2 separate regions of the Arachis hypogaea genome follow, and region 2 is linked to region 1. A link is a contact called in public Hi-C data. All regions are on one chromosome and are shown on one strand. Each heading gives the region's core, a stretch centred on a gene start, on an enhancer-like site or on the middle of the called end of the contact. The rest is flanking DNA. Distances are from core to core; before and after follow the strand shown. Region 1 holds the start of LOC112716310 (dof zinc finger protein DOF5.6). Region 2 has its middle 18 kb from the start of LOC112717898.

Evidence for each region. Hi-C and Micro-C count contacts between places; a contact is called where the count stands out from the background.
Region 2: a contact with region 1 is called in a Hi-C map of an unstated tissue, with 3 times the contacts expected there. The contact joins the enhancer-like site here to the promoter of LOC112716310 in region 1. A contact is called at or near these places in 2 of 8 Hi-C or Micro-C datasets (leaf and an unstated tissue).

What each region holds. Positions count from the first base shown.
Region 1 is chr10:106,101,810-106,106,493 of arahy.Tifrunner.gnm2.J5K5, reverse strand. LOC112716310 (dof zinc finger protein DOF5.6) reads left to right here and starts at 3,224. Exons shown (of 2, transcript XM_025768191.3): 1 at 3,224-3,545; 2 at 3,960-4,684. The coding sequence starts at 3,492.
Region 2 is chr10:106,154,246-106,158,797 of arahy.Tifrunner.gnm2.J5K5, reverse strand. No RefSeq gene overlaps it. Among protein-coding and RNA genes, the nearest start is that of LOC112717898, 18 kb to the left of the region's middle. Within about 2 kb of position 2,572, at least 2 of the 3 cell types and tissues checked have open chromatin away from gene starts, as enhancers often do.

The DNA.
Region 1 (4,684 bases), core at 1,975-4,474:
ATTTTATATTTAATTTTTTTGAAATACAACAAAATTTAAATTTAAATATTTTAATTATAAAAATTTAAATACAATATTATGATATTATTTATTTTAAATTTAAATTAATAAAAAGAAATTCATTATCTTTACATTATTATTATTAGAAAAATATTAAAAAATTATTAAAATTTATTATTTTTTGTTATTAGTTAGTTATTAATATTTAAAATATGAGATAAAATATATTGATAAATTATTAGACTAAAAAAATTATACTAAAAAATTAAATTAATGACTAAATAATAGCAATTCTAGTGGCCTCCTAGCATTTCTAATATTGTTATTCGCTACCTCACTCACCTTAGTTTCTTTCTACTCACTGGATATATGTAAAGATAGCATCTTAGTTTCTCTTTCGGGTATCACCCTTCTTCTCATTAAATGCTTTTTCAGTTTATTCGCCCTTGTTTTCAAATACCAATACTTCTACCAACCCGCCTTCTATTACTTGAGGAATAAGGAATATTATTTCAAAGTTTGAATTTTAACCATGCTAAACTAATTTCATTTAATTTCCAATAATCAAGAGATCTCTATTAGAGAATATACGAGGAGGAATACTATATATGAAGATATTATTCTCCACGTAATGCAATTAATTACGTGCTCTTCAAATACATTACTATACGATATTTAACCGCTATATACAAACAAGAGTGCTTATAAAATTTCCAAATTTGAAAGTGGAATAGAAAATGGAAGAGGCAATATAAGGAATAGATTTAGGTTTGTATAGGGAGTGATGAGCAGTATCTAGAAAAAGAAATAAAGAGGGCACATGAGAAGCATGAAGGAGCATGTCATGAGATGGAATATATCCCTTGCTTGTGGGAGGAGGTTGAGTGGGTCCAAATAATAATAACAATCCAAGTAGTACTCTCTTCTCTTCTTTGGGTATGTGTTCTTTATCGGGGACCCAAATATTCTCGTTTCTAAGCTTGTGTCACATCAAGTACAAACCATAGTGACGTTCTTCTCTCTAACCTATTATTTTGTGAACCAAATCTATATCTAGTACTACCACATGATCACATCAACGGTTATAAATTCTCCCAACTCAGCAAACCCCACTTCTCACCCTGCATAAATAGATTTGCTCCACATGATCCAGATAAGCCAAAACTGTGAAACATTATTATTTACATTAAAAAATCGAGTAAAATAACAATTTCATCTTCGAGAACTTTGAATTCGGATAAATTTATCTTAAAAAATGTATTAATTAGATCTTTACAATAATAAATAGTAGACATATATGTAAATCTTTTTATTAATAAATAGTATAACACGTAATGGTGTCAATATATTTTTATTATCTATAATAATGCATGTTTTTATTATAGTTACATGAGTATAAAAAAATGTAATTTGTAGATAATAAAATATTTATTATTTTTTAAATTTTCATATAATTGTTATTAATTATTCTTTATTTATCATAAATTTTATCGAAATAATTAAAATTTCATTTCAACAAAAATTATTAATTTTTTATAAATAAATACATCACCCAGTACATATAAATATTACTGTTAAATTTTATGAAATAAATTAATAAAAAATATCACATATCTATCATTTACTATAAAAAAGATTAAATTGATAATTTCTTTTAAAAATTAATTAATCTAAAATTAAAATTTTTAAGAATTTAATTTTCACTGTACTCTTTAAAAAATCGATGTATTAGACATATATTTTAATATCTTTTGTTCATTGATCACACTAAAAAAAATAATCAAAACCGGCTAATCCACATTTTAGTATTTAAAAATGGATGGGAATATTATAAAATTATGGCATCTTTTGTTTTAAAGTTGACTATATATTATATTTAACTTTTAGGGTAAAAAATATATATATGTTTATAAAAGTACAATAGATATACATTAAAATTAATTATTAAAATTAGTTATTAATATTATTAAACACACATTAAAATATAAAATATATATTAAAATTAAATTAAATTAAACTATACATATATTTATATACGAATATATAATAATTAATTTTTAATATGTACATAATATTTTTTATAAAAATTTAATAACTCAAAATATTATACAATATATAACAACTTAATTATTTATTAGCTTATAATTATATTGTTTATTTAGTGTTTACTTTTTTTTATGTACATTTTTCTTCATTTAAAGGAAATATCCAAAACTCTGAAACAAATAACAGGAATTAATAAAGAAATTTATGTTACAAGGTTAGTAATAACGACATATAATAAATATATTTTTCTTTTAAAACTAATTAACAAAGCACATTCTTTTCTAATATCTTCTTATAAAAAAATTAATTTTAAATAACTAAAAAATGATTAACCACCTCAATTTTGTTGTTGTCTATGATGCACGGACACTGGCACGGACACGGAACACGCAAATTTTAAAATTTTATAAGACACGGGAACACGCATACATATAAAATGTAAAATATTTTTTAGATAAAACTTAATGATATTTTGATATTTTATTGATATTAAAATATAAATTAATTTTTTAATTATTTTTAATTATCTTATTTTAATTATATCAAGTATTTAAAATATTTTTTTGTTTTAATAAATAATAATATATATTATATCTAAATTTATTTCAAGAATATATGTTAAAAATAAGATTGGATACGCTGACACGTGATGGTATTTAGGTCTGTCCAAGCGTATTTGGTGAAGAATTTTTTATTTTATATTAGGACATGTTTTGGACACAACAAACACACATGTCGAACGAATATGATGAGTGTCGTGTCTGAAATATGTCCAACATGCGAACACGATAATTTAGCGAAATGTCCGTGTTTCATAGATTGTTGTGATCACTTGTGAGGGACCTAGAGAATTATTAGTAAAAATATTATTTATTTGCATGTTATAAATAGTTACTATATATTTATAAAAAAATTATTTATATACTAAAATTAATTATTAAAATTAGTCATTAATATATATATTTAATTTATTTTTAATATATATTTTATATTAATAATTAATTTTAATAACTAATTTTAATATATATATATATTATAATTGATATATTTATATATAAATATATATAATTTAATTTATTTTTAAATTATATTTAAAATTTTAATATATATTTTAAACGGATAGAGGCGCTTGATTGAGATATTAGGCATTAGGGACAGAAAGAGGCCCACCATTGTTGTCACCGACGGGGCTTTCACACTGTTACCTTCATATCCTTCCCTCTCACCTTTTTCTTCCTTCTTATTCACATCACCACACCACACACAAACTCATCTTCTCACACTTCCATTCCATTCCTTACACTCCTCTTCATTCTTCATCACCTCCGATCCCTCCTTAATTAATGTAGTAATAATATATATGCACTATTCTCCCATGAAAATCATCCCTCTCATACAAGATCAACAACGTAACCCAAGAGCCCTTCTTTAATTTATTTATTATTATGGCTTTTTCTTCTCTGCACATCTGCATGGACTCACCAGATCACTGGTTCCAGGTACGCCATTCATCTCCAAAAATGATGTTTTTGTACTAATTTTTCTATACACCTTCCATTCATCTCTCATTTTTTAATTATCAATCCCCGGATGCTATACGAAAGACTTGTACATAGGTTGCATATAACATTCCTCTTAATATATACAAACACGTAGTCAACAATTACATCTTCGCTTTAATTTCTTTATTTTTGAGAAAAAACACAGTTAATTTTCTTGTATAGTATGCCTCTTGAGAGGTAAAAACTAAAAATTCACGTGATAAATTATAAATTTTACATAAAAATAACTGCATTTTAATTTGAAAAAATTTCAAAGTGAATGCCGGAAAAAAGAAAATGCCAGGGAAAAGAAAAAGACAGATTATTATTTCTTTTCTTTTGTTAATTACTTGGACATTATCATTATATCAGGGAACAGTTCACGACGAGGTCTCCGGCGGCAGCGGCAGCGGTGGCATGGATTCTTCTGGCTCGCCATTATCCTCCTCCGGCGACATTATGAAATGCTCGGCAAGGCCAATGAAGGAGAGAAGAATGAGACCCCCACACGACCAAGCCCTCAAGTGCCCCCGCTGCGATTCAACCCACACCAAATTCTGTTACTACAACAACTACAGCCTCTCTCAGCCCCGCTACTTCTGCAAGACCTGCAGAAGGTACTGGACTAAGGGCGGCACCCTCCGCAACATCCCCGTCGGCGGCGGCTGCCGGAAAAACAAGAAACTCTCCTCCAATTCCAAGAAACACCACCAATCCAACAACAACAATAACAATGACAACCAATCACATTCTTATTCTACTTGCCCTAAAGATCTTCAGCTTTCTTTCCCCGATGTCCAATTTTCTCACCTCAGTAACATTATTCTTGGTGGTAACGTTAACCCTAATCATAGTAGCTTCATGGAGAGCAAGTTCCACGTTGGCATGCTTGAGAACAATCTTGTTAGGCCAATCGATTTCATGGAGAGCAAGCTTGAAGGCATAATTGGGAGCGGTATTAATAGTTCTAGAAGCTTTGATTTCTTTGGGAATAATAATAGTAATGGTGGCGGCGACGACAACAGCAATAACAACATCAACATGATGATGCTTGGTATGGCTAATAATGTTGGCTTGGGACCTAACAATTTTCATGC
Region 2 (4,552 bases), core at 1,323-3,822, 53 kb before region 1:
GAAATGAATTATGAGCTAAATTTGCTTGAATCAAATTTGGTTGAGATCTTTAGTATTTTTCTAACATATCATCATTTGTGAGAATAAGAGTTTCAACTTCACATAGTGTGTACAATTCTGGTTTGAAAGTGATTGTTATATGAAGCATCAAGAATAGCTTCAATCTGTTTTGTTGGCTTAAGAGGTTTTCCCAAAGCTGCTAAAGAATCTGCAATAGTCTTGATTTTAGAGATGTATTCTTTTGCTGTCAAACCGTGTTTCTTGGTCATCTTCAACTGTTCTTTCAGCTGTTTAATTCTGAATTTAGTGGATTCTGCAAAGTAGTTTTCAATTTTCTCCCAAATCTGATAAGAGAAAGTGCACCCTACCATTTCTGGGGTAAAAGTAGAATCCATAGAAGCCAGCAGCCAAGAAATCAAATTCTGATCATCTTGAACCCATTGCTTGTATTGAGGAGATTCAATACCAGCTAATTAATCATCAGCTGCAGAAAATTGTTGAGAAATCCTTTCTTTAAACAAGTGATCTTCCAGAAGCTGACCTCAAATGGCAGCAAGTACCTGTTGTTGCCAAGTTCTATGATTATTCTCTCCCAGCTTGTCTTGAATTGGATTGAATAGTCTCTGATTGAAGAATTGTTGAAAAATCTGATTGTTATTATTGTTGTTCTTGTTGTTGACAGCCACATTGTGTGATGTGACTGAATCATTTGAAGGAGAAGCCATGGATATTTATCCTAAGTTCTTGATACCATAAAAGGGATTTCAAGTTCTTCACTTGTGCAGTGAGAAACAATACTTAGAACAGAATTTGTAGCACAGACGAATTAGAGAAAAAGAGATGAAGACTTGTGTTTAGAACTGAATATTAACTCTGCATTGTATTGAAACTGAACTAAGGAACCAGTATCACATACAAGACATATAAATATACAGAGTGTTTTTAGTTTTTACCCTGCTGCACTACTTCTGCAGAAACTAAAATTTAACTAACTGAGTTCTAACTAACCAAACTGATCATTCACTTTTTAATTTAGATATGGAAGGGGAAATGGTGTAAGATGCAGTTATGGAGTGTATAGGTATTTTACTGGTGTCAAGAACAAAAATTGAACCGTCCGATTTTTGGGTACACAAATGGGAGAGTCAGATTTGTATTAAAACTTAACAAAATTTGGGGTACACAAATCGGAGAGTCAGATTTGTATTAAAACTTAACAAAATTTGGGGTACACAAATGAGATACTCTAATTTGTGTACCCAAAATTTTTTTAATTTTTTGAGAGTGTGATTACTTTCGTCAAAATTTAAATTTTCTTTCCCATACTAATAGGACTATTAGTAGGCTTTATTTTTTTTTACAAAGAAATCCGATGGTCCAATTTTTTCATCCCTTGTTTCAGAAAAAACTGTCCTACATTCATGTCTAGCACCCACATTCTCCACAACAATGCTCAACAACATGCTTCTCATATCCAAAAAAATGTGCCCTGATCTTTACCCTAATAAATAATCTTGAACATTTTTTTCTTGAATCTTAGACATCAGACTTTGTACTCCTAATATATACCTAAACATTATTTTGCATATTTTTGCTCCACTAATAAGTTTTATTTAGGTCCTCATTGCTTACATGTGTATCTAATTATAAAATATTATATTAGTAAAAATAATTATCTTTTATATTTATCTCATAAACGGTTATCTAAATCCTAAGTATTTTATATTGTTAGTGCATTAAAATTAAATCTTTTAAATAATGTAAGGTGAGAATTCATAATTTATAATATAAAAAAAATTAAAAAAAAATCTAATTAAAACTAGAGTGCTGAGTGATGACCACAAATAAATAAATAATTGAGATTTAATTGTTTTCAGAGTCCGATATCATTTTGCTCGATTTTTTAATTGAGTCTGGTACTATGGTACTTTAAAACTTATATGAAGTATTTAACTATTTATAATGTAAATAATTATTTGTATATTTAGATATTTACTAATATTCCAAACTCACCTTTGATATAAAAGCAAGCATGGCCCTGTTTAAGTGTATCACAACCAGATATGTGTCCAGCCCAAAGTGGGGGAGAAAAAGAAAAGAAAAAAGAAAGTATCCTAAGTCCTAACCCTGTCTTTATATGTTATACAATCCATCGCATTCAACTTGTTATTGAGAAATACATCAAGCTCTATGTTAAAGACAGAGCAAATGAGCTAGCTTGATCTAAATGTATGATGTATTTTGTAATATCAGTCAGAGATAAATGTTTAAATTTTTCTGGGCTGCACAAGAGGAAGAGCCAAGACTGCACTTTTAATCAATTTAAAATGTTGCACTGAACATGGATTATTAGGTAGGTAAAGATTTCAGATTTTTGATAACTTATGGTCGATTTATCATTAAATTAAAAATGAAGTGAATAATCTTTTGTTTCAGTCAGAATTTTTTTTTTATTTTTTGGTTAGGTGGATTGAGCAACCCCCAATGTTAGTTACAACATACACCTACACACTTCTCACATACTTTTTGAGCTAAGACTCATTGGCTCAAGATTTCTTTTTAAGACAATTCTTTTAACCAGTTTTTGGTATTCAACTATTCATACAGGGTTCAAGCCCATCAGTTAAGAAACAATATAACAATACAACTTTTTGTTTACGTCCAAACAAAAAATACTTTGTTGGTAAAATAAAAGGGGGGGGGGGGGGGGGGGAATTTGTATGCCTTCATGATGAGCCATTCGGATTCAAGAGTGACATTTCAGAGAGAAAAAAAAAAAAGAAAGAGTGACAACCAAGGAATCCGCAATAGACAAAATTCGCAATAGACAATACGAGTGAGTGTATATATTGAAACAATCTATTTTTTTTAAATATATATTGTTGGATTATATAAGATTTCTGATTTGAAGGTAGTATTATGGAAATAAATGAAGTAAAATAAATTAAAAGAAGAGATTAAGGATAGATAAAAAATAATAATGAAAAATAAGTATCGAGACTTTTATTAATGTCATAAGAGGATGAATAAGTTCTTTTAAAGTGAATACCGGTTAATTAAAATTTATTATTGAGTGTTTTACTAAAAAACATTCGAATGCTGATTTTATAAATTCTTTTATTTGAATTTGATGAACAAAATGAAGAACAATAAAAAGAATTAGAGAAGAGCAAATGATATTCTCTTTGAAAGAAGTAGGTTGAAGTCCTTTTATAATTTGAGTAAAGTATCGTTTTTGTCTCAACGTTTAGAGTAAATCCCAAAATTGTTCCTAACGTTTAAATCGTTTTATTTAAGTTCCTAACGTTTTAAAATTGGCTCAATGTTATCCTGCCGTTAGGGATCTGTTAACAGAATTAACGGCGAGACAAAATTGAAACGATTTTAAAATGTTAGGGACTTAAATATGACGAAAATATTAGAGACAAAAACGATAAATAGAAATAAATTTTAATTTTATCCTTCAATAATATCAATTTTTTACGGTACATAATTATTCAGTAAATTACACTTAATCACGTTACTTTCATTCTAAATAAATTTATTTTTTTATAATTTTACTCTTAAAGATTTTTACTCATTATGAAATGTTTGTAGAATGACTAGTACATAAATTTGCGAAAAAAAATAATACATATACAATAAAGTATAAATTATATCTTTTATCTTTAATGTATGTATCGAAAATTTTTAATGTTTAATTTAGTTAAACTTTATTTTTAATAATTTTAATCTTTTCTTCAATATTTTAATTTTTTATGACAAATAATTATTTAATTTATTTTTTAATTTTGTTCTTAATTAAAAATAAATTCACTTAAAAAATATAATTAAGAATAAAATTAAAAAAATAATTAAATAATTATCTACCGTAAAAATTTAATATTATTAAAGAATAAAATTAAAAATAAAATTTAACTAAATTAAATGTTAAAGAATTTCGATACATTAGAGACAAAATGTACAAATTTATACTTTATTATATATGTATTTTTTTTTTGCAAGTTTATGTACTAGTCATTCTACAAACATTTTATGATGAGTAAAAATTGTTAAGAGTAAAATTATAAAAAAAAATAAATTTATTTAGAATGAATCTAATGTGATTACTTAGATGTAATTTAAAAATAATTAAATAACTATGTATAGTAAAAAATTGATATTATTGAAGGATAAAATTAAAATTTATTTCTATGTATTATTTATTGTCCCTAACGTTTTCCTTCTATAGGATGATTTAAACGTTAAGAACAACTTTAGGACTTATCGTAAATGTTGGAGACAAAACAATACTTTACTCTTTATAATTTCAACCCATTTTGAGAGAAAAGTATATATATTGTCTAATGGTTACAATGTCATATTCAACTTATCTCTTATTCCAAGGCTTTTACTAAATAGGATAATTGGTAGAAGATATTTTTGGATGTTTTCATTATTTTAAGTCTTTTTAATTAAAAATAGGTATAAGAAGGAAGTTTATCTCCACAAGTTAAGATAGCAGTTCTGACACTGCTTTGGATGTTCGTGGCAAAGATGTGTACAAATAAAA